Linked DNA regions of Oryctolagus cuniculus: region 2 is linked to region 1. Evidence: chromatin contacts called from public Hi-C data. All regions are on one chromosome and are shown on one strand. The core of a region is the stretch at or near the end of the contact, and the rest is flanking DNA. Distances in the headings are between cores, read along the strand shown.

Region 1 (6,808 bases), core at 1,238-3,737:
GCCGGTACCTGGCCGGGCTGTAACTTCACACCGCCGCGCGCCGCGTCTGCTCCGCATCCGGCGCAGCCGGGGGAGTGGGGGGCGGGGAAGAGCGGCGAGGGAGGGATGCGCGGGGGTGGGGAGAGGGAGGGCCCCGCGATGTGCCGGGGCGGGGGAGCTTCGGAAGTGTGTGACAAGTTCCAGGGCCCAGTGAAAAATTCGCTCCTCTGTGCCCACCCTCCCCCTTTAAAAAAAGAAATACAGAATTGAGTATAGGTGGTCCTTAAAAATTGCATCAAAAACTAGAATAAGAGTCATGAATGGGGGGGGGGGGGGGAGGGTCGATGCGGGCCCTCTCACGCCTTTCTCTCCCTGGAGAACAAACTTTCCCAAGTGCCCACCGCTCGCCATTCCAGGCGCGCTCGTCCGGACAGCCACTGCAGCCACCACCCCTTATATAGACTCTCAAGGACCTCTGACCGAGCCAGGCCCAGGGTAAAGGACAAGAATACTGGAGTGGGGTGCGTGGGGTGTCAGGAACCAGCGCTCCCAAAATGCATACACACTTCTCTGCGTGCCCCCCACACACCCTTACCTGGCCTGGCCGCAGTCTGAAGCTGTGGGCAGCTGGCGGGGGGGGTGGGGGGGAGCACGTGGTGACCTCCTCGCCGTCCAGAGCCGTGGACAAGAGGAGTCTGAGAGTACCCTGGGCCGAGGGGAGGGGGCGCGAACGTGCTTCTACAGCTGCTTTGCAAAATAAAAAAAAAAAAAAATGCTTTCCAAAGCCGAGTTCCACCCAGCAGATCTCCCAGCCTGCGAGGTTGGGATGGAGCCCTGGGCATTGTGCTGGGGCGGACTCAGACCGCGGGCCAGGCTGGCGCGGGAGTCGCAGCGCGGCCTGCTGCTGTGCCCCGCGGGTGGGCGGCGGGCGCCCGGTGGGCGATCCCGGGCTGGGCTGGGCGCGGCGAGGTCGGGCAAGGCCCGGGCGAGGCCGGGCCGCCGCGGCCGCCTGCTCCGGGGCTGCCGCGCCGCGCTCGGTCCTCTGTCTGTTTGTTGGCAGGAGGCTCCCGCACACGCGGTGCTTGTAAACATTCAGACACGAGATTTTTCCCAATCAAAATCCACTTCCACTTTTTTTGAAAATCTTCCAAAAAATAGTAAGAGGAGGGAGTTCCTCGCTCCCTCTCTGCGCCGCTGGCGCTCTAAGTTTGCAACTGAGAGGGTTTGGGGAAGGGGGTGTTTTTTTCCCTCAATCAGAGATTGCAAGATTTTTTGGGGGGGAGTCAAAGAGGAAAGCGTTGCAGGAGGACTGGCTGAGCGTCTGGCATCTATTTGGGGGCAAGAAACTACATTCTCTTTCCTTGTTTCTTTTTTTTTTTTTTTCTATTTTTTCTTTATTTTGTTTGTTTATTTTGCACGCCGCCTCGCTGCCTCTGGGGTTCGGCGGGGAGGGGCGGGCAGTGGCCACCCGGGCGGCGGTGGCCCGGGCTCGCTCTCTCCAGCTCCCGCGTGCCCCTGGCCGCCTCCTCCCCTGGCCCTTGCTCCTGCCCTTCGCCGGCGGCGGCGGCGCAGGAGGGCCAGCTCGAGGAGCCGGCACAAAAGGCAAGCGGGACAAACACCCACCTCAGGCCGGAACAAAAGGCGGCAGCGCCGGCCGCCTCCCCCGTGCTTCCCGGTCACCCCGTTCTCCCCGCGGCCGCGGCCCCTCTCCCGACTCGGCAGACTCTGGAGCTCCGGAGGCCCTTCGCTCAGTCCCACTTTCTCACTATTGTGGGGATGACTACTTTGCTCCCCGTGCACACTCGCCAGTGAGCGCGCCGGTGTGCAAGGGCCAGTCGCACTTCTCTCCCCAGGAATTGTTTGTGAGACTTGAACTCACTCGGACCCCTCCATTTTCCTGCGGCGAGTGGAAGCAACCCCCCTTTCCCCCCCCAGCTTCCACCTCCAGGTTTGCATATGAGTTGTCCGCATCCTTAGCATTGTTCATTATTTTTGCAAAACTGGGGAGTGGGGGGATCATTTCATTCCCTTTCGAAAAGAAATAAAGCGGCGGAAAGGAGGAGGAGTCCAATTTTTGTAAAATTAAATAAAATGTAAAAGGTATGTGCTACCTCAAAAGTGCACACACAGCTCTGTTTCGAGATCGGATGAGGGGTCCCCCCCCTTTTAATCTCTTTTACTCGACTCTCAGAGGTTTTTCTCGTGAAAAATTTAAAAATGCATGCACACACCCCTCTCTCCCCCTTGCTCTTGCTCCTCGTCCTGCGCACTCTCGTGATTATTAATAATTATTAATACTATTATTGGGTTACTTACGCGAGAATTCCCGTTTGCTTAAGTGCTGGGGTTTGCCTTGCTTGCGGCGAGACATGGTGAGCTGCGGGGCGGGCGGGCGGCGGCGGCGGCGGCGGCGGCGGCGGCGGGCGGACGACGGCTCGGTTCACATCGGGAGAGCCGGGTTAGAAAGAAGGAGACTCCAGAGAAAATATCTTCATCAGTGCCTTTTGACATCCAAAATAAATTAGAAATAATACAAAGATGGCGCAGGGAAGATGAATTGTGGGAGAGCCGTCATGGCTTTTTTTTTTTTAAAGCAAAAAAAAAAAAAAGAGAGAGAGAGAGAGAGAAGAGAGATAGAGGGAGAGAGAGAGAGAGATGAAAAAAATGGCAAAAGCCCCCCTGAGCTGCAAGTTCAAGTGCGGACGTGACGTCCCTGCGAACTTGAACGTCAGGAGTCTGGATGGACAGAGACACACAAAACATGGGCAGGGCGAGCAGGAGAGAAGGGGAGGAGGGAAGGGGAAGCTCACACCAATGGACACACATCAGGGGCTGGACATGAAAAAGAGACCAGGACAAGCCAATGGCCAGTGCGGGGCGGGGGAGGTGCGGGGCGGGGGGCTCTGCAGACGCCAGACGCGGCCCCTGGGGGAGGGGCGGGCAGAGGGGAGGGGGCTTTGGGGCCGCTGGCTCACCAGTGGCCACAGCGAGCGCCGCGGCGGTGGCGTGGCGGGGAGAGAAGAAAGGGGCGGCGGGGGTGGGAGGGAGGAGTAGGGGGGAGCAAGACGTGCGCCCTGCTCCCCCCCATACGCGGATCCCAAAAGAAAGATTATTTTTAAAAGAAAGAAAGAAAAAATAATAAAAGGAGTGCACCAGGAGGCTGCAGCCCGGGGCCGGGGAAGCGCGGGCGGAGGGAAGCCAGGTAGAGTTGCTCTCGGACACCCTCCTCCGTGCGCACACCCACTTCCCCTCCCCGCCGCCGCGCTCGCGCCCCGCGTGCAGACGCCCGGGGCCCCAGTGAAAGCCCCGAGCCCGCGGCTGCGCTCAGGAAACTTTGCCGAAGGAGAAGCTAGCAGAGAAAAATCACCCGAAGTTGAGAGCTGAGCCTCCAAGTTGGAGCTCCGCAGCGGGCGAGGGGAGACAAGAGGGAGCGCGCGGCGAGGCGTGATCCAGCCCAAGTTTAGAGGGTTGAGGGTCCGGAAGGGCAGCGCCCGGGCCTCCCTGGAGCCAGAGCAACCTAGAGAGAGGGAGCTGGGATGAGGGAGGCGGCGCAGGCCCGGGCCCGAGGGCCGAGAGGGCGCCCCCAAAGCCGAGCCTGGGATCAGGGATCTAAGCGCCCCAACAAGCGGCGGAGTCTGAATGTAACTGGAAGCACCGGGTCCCAGGCTTCCCCAGGGTCGCCGAAAGACAGAGAGAGAGGTCGAGGAATAAAGAACGCGGAGCCGGAGTCAGGGCTCGATCCAGCCCCGAGAGGGGGGCGCCGGGGGCTGGGGCGAGGGAGGCGCCTAGAGGTCCACCTCTCCGAGCGGCCGAGGGCCGAAGGACAAAGCGCGGGCAGTCCCGGGAGTCCCGGCCCCTGGGAAGCTGTTCCTGGGGCCGCAGGAGGTCCCCGACTCGGGTCCCGGGGAGGGACACACCCCCCTCCCACTCCAGAGCAACCGCGAACGCACAGAAGGGCGGAAAGAAAATGTTTCCTACGGGCAGAGCCCAACTGTTCCTGCGCTGTTACCCGGGGAAGGAAAAAATGGGGAAAGGAAAGCGAGCGGCCGGCTCCGCAGGAGCAGAGCGGAGGCCACGGCGGTGAGCTGACCGCCCCGGGGTCAGTGCCGGCGGCCGGGGCGCACAGCCCGCAGCCCGCAGCCCCCTCTCGCCCGTCTGTCCAGGTTCCCTGGAAATTAGGGGAAGACCTGTTGGAAATAAACCCCTGTCTCTTTAATGCACACAAGCACACACGCGCGCGCTGCCGCTGTCAAAAAGCGGGCTTCACTCTGGCGTGGGATACTTTCAGTTTTACGTAAAATGTACAGCAACAGCACCCCCTGCGATTGGAAAGTTTATTCAGAAACGTGCCTGCAAAGTCCCCGGGCGGCTCCCGCCTCCCAGCCTCCCCGCCTGCCTGCGCCACCCTGCCGCCGACGCCGCCGCCGCCGCCGGGGAGACTGCGCTGCCATCCCGAGCGGGAAGGGCCGGGTGCGGGGGGCGGACGTGCACCCGGGGCTGCGCGCTGCACTCAGGGCGCTGGGTGAGCCTGCCCGACCGCCAGTCGCCGCGCTGCAGGTGGACGTGCGTGAGTGTGGATCTGCGAGCCCGAGCCGCGCTCCCCTCTCGCGGCTGCACGGCCCCTTCGCGGGCCAAGGGGCGCGGTGTCCGCAAATTTCATCCGCCCGCCCGGGGCGGGGGGTGCCTCATTGTTTTAAGCCAGGGCCCCGGGCGTGCGCGCGCTCACCCACCGCCCAGCCCCGCCGGCCAGCGGCTGTTTAGCCCGGGGTCGTCTCAGCAAAGTTTCAGACCCATTCGAAAATGAGTGGCTGGCTCGCTCGCTCGGCGCAGCTTCGGGCCCCTCAGCAAGGCAGGGAGGGCTTAGATGCTCAACGTCGGGAGAGGGGCGGGCTGGCCTGGGTTCGTGGAAATGGGTCTGTTGTGGTTGTAATGGTCTCCCCCCTCCCAAGCCCCCTGCCCCGTTAAAGGGGGGGTGAGAAGCTCAAATTCTGTTTGGGAGCCAGGAAGATTCCCTTGCAGTTGAGCGCTGTAGCGTGTGCGTGACACCATTTCCCCTTTTCATCGAGTTCCTCGGAGCAGGTCAGCGCTCCGCCACCGCGGTCTGGTTTTTGTCGTGTTCAACCAGCCTCGGAGCCACCAACTGAATGAGTGTCCCCGCGGGGGAGGGGCGGGGCGGGTCGGCGGGGGTGGAGGGGGGGCTCTGAGGGAAGGTGAGGAGAGGGAGGAAGACAGTGCGACCGGGAGGAGGCCTTGGAGAATAAATAATGAAATCAAGGCTCCTGCAGGTAACAATAGTGAGCCGGATCCTCTCGGAACCGGGCTTTGCGGGTTTCAGGAGTGTCCCCATCCATCCGCAGCCGTCCACGGACGGGGAAGAAATCTAAGTGGACGACTTGGGTTGTGGAAATAAATACTAGATGCGCATGATTTATATAGAATGGCGTGTATAAAGCTTTTCAGGGTTGCCTGTAGTGTAAAAGGTAATGACTTTATTGCCTCTGAAAGGTTCTGTGGTTCACATTTAACAGTCTTCTGAATTACAATTCATTACACAATTGTGTGCTCTCTAAAACCGGCACCCTATCAGGGCCGCTATCTGTGGTTATTTCCAATAAATAACTGGCAACATTTTATTGATTTTCTTTTTAAAAAAATCATAGGAAATTAAGCACTTAGTTACAAGTAGGTCTGCTATGTTACTGCACTTGTTTCAGATTCCAGGGGGGGTTCCTTCCGAAACCACATCTTAAAACATACATTAAAAAGCCAGTTTTGCAGCTGCTTTCCCTGGGTGCCCATGCAGAGGGAAGCAGCATTAACATATATTTAATTTCGCCATCATAAAATGCCCAGGGTGGAATGGGAACTGCCCTCCACACCTGCCCCTCCCCCAGCCAGATTTCACCCAGACCTGGAACCCGGGGCATCGGCATTCGAGCACGGACCCTCCCTGGTCCCCACGCCCTTGCCCATCGGGAAGCCCCCTCCCTCATCGCCGCGGGATGCTCTCAGAAGAGCCCACGTGGGGGAGGGGAGATCTGTGTGTGTGTGTGTGTGTGTGTGTGTAAAGAAAATTTCTTAAAAAGTGTTGTTCTAGGAGATTTGAAAATATTACCTAAGTATTGATTAATGATGCAGGTGGTTTTGTGGACGGGGTGAAAGGTCACTGGAAACGCGTACACTTGGCTACACAATAAGTATATTTACCTTTCCAGAAGTGGCTTTTAGAAAGTCATAAATTATGACCACGTCGAAATGATTTTGTGGCCATGCAGTTAACTTCGTTTGGGGGCTGTGCACCCTTGGCTGCTTCTACGGGGAAGGGCGAGGACGCTCGGGGCTCCTTCCCGAAGCTTTGGTGACCACACCGAGAGCAAGCTGCAGGCCAGCCGACGCCCCCTGCCCTCCCCGCCTCGCCTCTTTATCTTACCCGCTGAGGAGCCTCCCCAGGACTTCCTGCTGTATATAATGCGCCTCTGATCTCCGTACTTAATAGCCAAGTCCTGGTTTATGCTTTATAATGTGTTGACAAGTTTTCTAACAGACTTTCTGAAATAATGCACATATATTCACGTCGGTTAGAAACCCACCGTATTTTTAGAGTTGAGTAGATCTATACCTAATGCAGCGAGAGAGTGTAAATCATAGAGGATTTCATAGTCCTTTCAGTAGTTTTCGGTATGAAGTATGAGCCGCGTGGCCTCCAGACGCAACCTTTTAGAAAAAAAGACAGTGCTTTTATTTTATGGTGTAAAGTGCTTTTGGCTCCAGGCTCTGAACGTGAATGTGGTCAACAAACAGCTCCGAGAGGGAGACTCAATGCAGCCCC
Region 2 (6,876 bases), core at 1,222-3,721, 69 kb before region 1:
CAAGAGCCCGTCAATAAAAACTCACAAGTCAAGGGCTGTGCAGTGGACTTTTCTTCCTGTTGGAGAGCTGTGCCGAATGACCTACTGGAAGGACAGGGCCATGGAGCCAGCGGTGCCCAGGGAAAACCTTCCCTTTCCCAAGTCATCCAGGTCTGCCTGGTAAATGATTCACTAACCAAGGAGCCTCTGGGTCAGCCTTGAACCAGATGATTACAGCCTCTTGGAAGTGGCTGCTGGTCCACGGTTCACTGTACTATTTTGGCAATCTGTAATTGTATATTTACTCAATGGTTGTTATAGACAATCAGGTTAATCATTCACTTTCCAAATGCTGTGCAATTACTGTTAGAAGAGCTACAATGGATGTCAGATTTCCTTAAGTCTTCTGATGAATTGTTACAATTACTAGTCGGGGTCCCGTTCCTCTTCCCCTCTTGACTTTTTAAGCAATCATTCCTTTTCCTTTATTCTCATCCCCCACCTGCACCCCCAGCTTTCTACTCCGAAAGAAAGAACATTGTGACGACCATTCATTCATATAATGGTTTGCTCCATTCGAAGGGCATTATAATCAGGCCAGGACTCTGGGCATGGAAGGTGCAGTCAAAGTTGGCTGGATGCCCCTGTCTGCCTCAGCTGCAGGGGGAGCACTTGCAGCAACCTACACCTGGTAGTCCAAGTTGCACCAGATCCCAGCTGAGCCACAGCCCAGATAAGAAGGAATGCAAAGCCCCCACATGCTCTGGGAGGCTGGGGGATCCCAGCCAAATGACCTGCAGGGGTCCTGGAGTGGGAAACCATGGCCATGGACTTGCAGGACCTCCACCCCTACACACACACCAGCACGGCTCTGCATGGGATATGCTGCAAGATGTGGGAAGAGAAACAAATACAGAAAAAGCAAAGACATTCAGAACTCGGGGCCTCACTTATGTCTCCCAAGAGTTAAACCGAGTCCTTCACGCCTCTGTTTTGTGGTTTTCACACGCTACACTTCACCCACCACAAGCATATAAACATGCTCTCAAGGATCAAAGTAATTTCAACATCCCCCCACCCCCAATAAGGCAGTGTGATCAACTGACCCAGGTCACCACGGGCTGCAAGTGAGTCCCCCAGGCACCAGTTGGAGGAGTCTCTAAGAAAGGACAGTGAAGAAGTGGGGACAAGGCTAATTGTGGCTGGCCCCTAGCTAAGAGCAACTGTGGCAGGGACACTGTTTCTTCTCCATTTTGATGCATTATGAGTATTTTAAAGTTTCCTGGGGAGCCAGTGTTGTGCCACAGTGAGTTAAGCCGCCACATGCAATGCTGGTATACCATATCGGGGCACTGGTTTGAGTCCTGGCTGCTGAGCTTCTGATCCAGATCCCTGTGCACGCACCAGGGAAGGCAGTGGAGGATGGCCTAAGTATTTGGACCCATGCCACCCACCCACGTGGAAGGCACTGATGGAGATCTAGGCTCCTGGCTTCAGCCTGGCCCAGCTGTTGTGGTCATTTGGGAAGTGAACTAGCAGATGGAAGATTCTCATTCTCATCTCTCTCTCTCCTGTAGCTTCCGCACACACAACCCAGAGCCCTGCCATCTCCAATACCTTTTTATAGATGAGATTACTTTTCTTTAAAAAGTTTTTTTGATCTTATGTATTGGAAAGGTAGAGGGACAGAGCCAGCCAGCCAGAGATCTCCCATCCGTTGATTCACTCCTCAAATCCCCACCAGCTGGGCCAGGCTGAAGCCAGGAGACAGGAACTCCATCCAGGGTTCCCACATGGGTGGCAGGAACCCAGCTACTGGAGCCATCATCACCTGCTATCTCCCAGGGAGTGCGTTAGCAAGACGCTGGAATAAGGAGTGGAGCTCTACCTCAAACCCAAGCACACCGATACAGGGGATGCAGGGGTTCCAGGTAGCTTTTTAACTGTTGCACCAAAAGCCCAGACACTGAATACCTCTTATATCCTCGTGGGACAGACAGTCTTTGGACTAGCACAGTGTCCAGGACTGGTAAGAGCCCTGCCCGCCCTCTGAGAAAACCCTCCTCATCAGGTGGTCCTACAGGCATTCTCACACTCGTGAACCCTATCTAGATACGGAGACCTTAGAACCTCTGCCTGGTTCTCATCCAGAGTCAAAAAAAAAAAAAAAAAAAAGATGGGGATGGACGTCTGTCACTTTCAGAGGTGGCATTCAGCTCCTCAGAGAGACAGATCTCTTAAACTGGAGCTTTTCTATGAGTTTAGTACATTTGGGACCATTCTATCTGGGAGCCGAGTTTGGCTGGAAATTTCTGGGTTGTTTTTCAGGTTGTGGTTTCTTTTCCTCCATGCAAAAAGAAACTGGAGCTGAATTTCTGTTTCCTGTTCGTGGAGCGGACAGAAGGAGGGTGTGCAGTGGAGGTGGTGTGTGGGGAGGAGGCTGAGAGATGGAGCAGAGCCGAGAATATCCGGAACTGGAGAAAAGTGAGAAACGGAGCTTTTTCTTGGCTTCCAAACAGTTGTAATTTCTACTGCCATTGCTTAGTTCCTGGGCACCAGGCTCGGAGAGTGGGAAAGGGGCATGTGACAACTTCACCACAAATCAGGATTTGGCATTTACATGCACAGGAAGCAAGAAGAATAGAGGGACTGCTTATTTATAGACTTGCAGATGAATTGAATGAGATAACCAAAATGCACTTCTCGTGTATCTGAAGGAGCAATTCCATTTTCAGAGTTGGAAAGTTCCCCATAATTGAGTATCGCCCGACCCCAGCAGCATACTGCATCCCAAGGTTAAGACGAGCTTCCTAAAAGCAGGCCGAAGGCTGCGGCTTCAGCTGTAGCTCAGAAATTCTACTTTGAAGGACAGGTTGGGACTACACTACATTTAACTGGATTCAGTTCATCTGATTATACAGTGCCTTGCTTTCTGGAATATGTAATCATCTCTTTCTGATGACATTTTAAATATCCAACTAGACAAATAATTGCAGCAATAATTGATAGCAGAGTCAGGCTGGAAGATCATTGATTGGCAGAGTCCCCACCGAAACAAATCTTCTTTCTTTCAAACATTACAGGAATGATGCTTAAATCTAACTTTTGCTGATAAATGCTCAGAATCTGATTTACTGATAAAGGCACCGCAAGGAAACCTGCAGCTCACCCTGTGATTACTTTGTGAGATGTTTGAGAAGAATCAGGCAGCGTGATTTATATTATTTTATTTCCCATGAATAATTGCCAGGATAGTGCGGGGAGCTCAGAGAGAATCAATACAGGCAAGAGTATGCTGCTGCTTCGTGAACAAGACCGGCCGGCCGGCCTTCAGGGTGCCCAGCACTGACCCCTCTAACTCGTACGTGGGGGCAGAGAGGTGGTCTTCCCAGAGGGAACACCCAGAAAAGATGACAGGGAAACGATGGCTCCACACAGGCCTTCAAGCATTGCTTTAATCAATCCCCTGAAGCAGGACTCAAAACCCCCTGCCCTGTGCAGACAGCGTGGGCCAGGGTCAGGAGGCCTAAGTCCAGGCAAGTCCAGGTGACCTCAGGCTGGCCCAGGGTACTGCTGCAGTTCCCTTAGTCCCGTCTGTCCCTCCCTCCAAGGAAAGACCCAGCGAGGTGGATGTCTCCGCTGCGTGCTTTGATTGTAACACTGGAGTTGGGGCCCTGCGTTGGACAATTCAGGCCCCGTGGAACGCTGCAGTGGTCAGAAATAACTCACAGAGGACGCTCGTCTCCAGGAAACACGGGATGAATGAGCTGGCGTATTAGCAGCGAGAGTACAGTCAGGAAAGCCTCAAAGAGAAGGTTCCGAACGCTTCGGCCGGCAACGAAGGAGGCATTCGGGGATGCGCTCTGAGCCCCTTGCCCGAGCACTGCCGTGAGGGCTTTTTTCGTTCTCTCTCCTATTTCCTTTTCTTCTTGTTCCTCTTTCTTTTTCTTTCTGGGTTGCTTCCCCTCCACCCCTCCCACCCCCTTGAAACTGAACCCTCACGAGCGCGCTGGTGGCACGGCTGCTGCTCGGAGCCAGAAGCTTGTTACACGTGACGAGGATCTGCACGGTGACACTGCCCGCGTGCGAGGGGCTTGTCGAACAGCAGAGCGCCTCCATTAATTAGAAGGCCCTCGGATTTGCTGCAAACGCAGGTCACTATCGACAGCTCATGCTTTCGGTGTCTCGCCTGTGACAGTTGTCAAGGCGCCCTTCCAGGAGCTGGCAGGGTTGTCCAGACTGCGACAGTGTCAGCGGAGCCAGTCACCGCGGCCGCTGCGCGGGAAGTCACAGCAAGGTCCGTCCGCTTCTCCCCGGCCAAGAGGCCTGATGAAATCTGCACTCCCGTTCCGCTAGGGACAGCTCAAGTTTCTCTCTTCCCCTGTTCTTCTCCTTCCCACCTCTCCTTCCATCCTCTCCTCCCAGCTCCCACCTTCCCTCCTCCAGCCCCCAGGGGCCGGGGCTACTGGAAACCAGAAAGGGAAGTGAGTTCCACAGATACAGCAGGTTGCCTGGTATTGAAATAGCAGTGAGGGTGGAACAGAAACTCCCTCCCCCACTCCTCTTAAAAAATATTTCCTATTATTTTGTGCCGGTCAGCAGTTGCACCTGGTGAGCTGAGGTCAAGTCTATACTTCCAGCATGGTGCACTTGTTTTTCTTAAGTGAAGGCGTACATTGGTGGGGGGGGGGGGGGGGGGAGCACAGGGGTCTGAGGTTTCCAGCCCTCACCACCACTGCAACATCTCCACGTGCTAGGAATTCTCACCTGGGAACAGGTCGTCATGGGACATTTGCTCTGGGGTGGGGTGCTGTGTGTCCAGGACCATGGGGTACTCGTGTGCTCTATATTTCATCTGGTTCAAGCCAAAAAAGAAATCCCGTGCTGCACTTGCCTAGGACTTGACCAAGAGCAAGATAGACTAATATTTAAATCAAAATAGGAACTATGAAAACTACTTGCTGGGGCCGGAGCTGTAGCGCGAGTAAAGCTGCCACCTGCGGTGCCAGAATCCCATATGGGCACTGGTTCTAGTCCCGGCTGCTCCACTTCCAATCCAGCTCTCTGCTGTGGCCTGGGATAGCAGCAGAAGATGGCCCAAGTCCTTGGGCCCTTCATCCACGTAGGAGATCTGGAAGAAGCTTCTGGCTCCTGGCTTTGGATCCACGCAGCTCCGGCCGTTGCAGCCATATGGGGAGTGAACCAGCGGATCGAAGACCTCTCTCTCTCTCCCTCTCGTTGCCTCTCCTTCTCTCTGTAACTGTGACTTTCAAGTAAAATAAAATAAATCTTAAAAAAAAAAAAAAAAGAAAAGAAAACTACTTGCCATCGCCACCACCGAGGCATGGCCCGGGGAGAACAAACTGTCCCTTGCAACCACAGTTCCAAGCTGACTCATCTCATCACAGGCCAGAACCCAATTCCCTAAGCAGGCCCCTTTTTCCTTGAGGTCCCTGCAAACAAGAGAGTGGGCAGAAGGTAATGGCAGTCTGGCCTTACAGTTGCTAGCTTACGACATGCAACAGGATGGGGTTGGGTAGATGTCATAAGCCAGACCATGCATGCACACAAACCCAGAATGCACTATGACGCAGCGTGAAACAAGAGGACTCCAGAGAGGCCCGAGCCTCCTTGCTGCTATGAGCCTGGTCAGCTGCTTCCAGAAAGCAGGCCCAGGAAAGTCTTCTAGGCTGAGGGGAAAACAGGATTGCACGAGCCAGATCTCCAAATCTTTTAGGTCCTGTGTGTAAAGGAAAAATAAACCTAGATCTGAAAAATAACATGAAATGTGGCAAAACCCAATCAAGTCATTTAAGAAAAACCCTCCATGCCACGTCACAAAGCTACCGACTCCTAGGTTCCTCAGAAGCTGCCCCAGCAACCTAGATATGGGAAACAATGCTTGCTATTCTGGGTGAGAAGTTAAGCGCCTTTCACTGGGACCGGCAGGCATAGGCTATAAATACCAGCAATGCCCCCTGTGAACAATGGGCTGAGCTCATCCCAGAAGGACAGGGTTTCCCTAAGGTTACACTGCAATTCCAGGCCCCTCAGATCGATCCTTCACCAAGTAGGTGGCTTTGTCTGCTTTTGGAAACACATCCTGCCACGTCTGACTCCCATGTTCGACATGAAGGTTGGGGAATGAGACTGCACATTTTAGTGTCTCTCTCCCTAACTTTCTTTCTCCAACATTCTGCTTTGGTTCTCTTTTCTCCCAACCACAAGAAGAAGAAAAAAAAGATTTTGTTAGTATAGTTAAGGATCTATTTCCACATCCAGCCAAAATCACAAAGACCCCTGCCCTGTCAGCAGGTCAAGAGTAGACAAGCTGTTCTTCACTCAGAAATGGATTTGACTAAAAAAGTGTTGAGGGCCAAGACGCCCCAAGCAGCCTGGTACTGGTGCTTTGAGGATCACTGCTCTGTGGGTAGACCTCATCTCATTTCCTGAGAAGACTTCTGATTTGTTCTCTTCCCCACACATCAAGTCGAGACACCAATCGCAGCTCCACTAGCCCACTCTGCCCCACCTCCAATTTGGCACCCATGCCTCCTCCTCACACATTGAGAGAGAAGGGGTGGCCAAATTGTGAGAGTTCCTTTCAGGCACATATGTGTAGTTAAGTACTGACGTAAGCGAGAAATTCAAGAAACCCATACTTAAGACACACACACACACACACACACACACACACACTTTAAGAGAGAATTTCTAAGACTTACCCATCTAAGATATTGAAAGAAAATGGGTACATCAAATCTAGACTTGGGAAACTCAAAGCTAAGGCAAATGTCTCTCCTATCACCTACCTCCTCTGTTCAGACATCTGGGAGCTTGTGAGCAGCGAGTTTTCCCTGTTTTGACCAGTTATTTCCCACAGAGCAGCAGAGGGAA

What was found. Hi-C and Micro-C count contacts between places; a contact is called where the count stands out from the background.
Region 2: a contact with region 1 is called in a Hi-C map of an unstated tissue, with 2.4 times the contacts expected there. The contact joins the enhancer-like site here to the promoter of BCL11A in region 1. A contact is called at or near these places in 3 of 6 Hi-C or Micro-C datasets (ear pinna, liver and an unstated tissue).

Annotation. Positions count from the first base shown.
Region 1 is chr2:142,109,271-142,116,078 of mOryCun1.1, reverse strand. It overlaps BCL11A (BCL11 transcription factor A), which reads right to left and starts at 2,487. Exons shown (of 4, transcript XM_051838573.2): 1 at 2,296-2,487. The coding sequence starts at 2,350.
Region 2 is chr2:142,178,211-142,185,086 of mOryCun1.1, reverse strand. All of the region lies in intron 2 of BCL11A (BCL11 transcription factor A), which reads right to left. Among named protein-coding and RNA genes, the nearest start is that of BCL11A, 68 kb to the right of the region's middle. Within about 2 kb of position 2,471, at least 1 of the 8 cell types and tissues checked has an H3K27ac peak or open chromatin away from gene starts, as enhancers often do.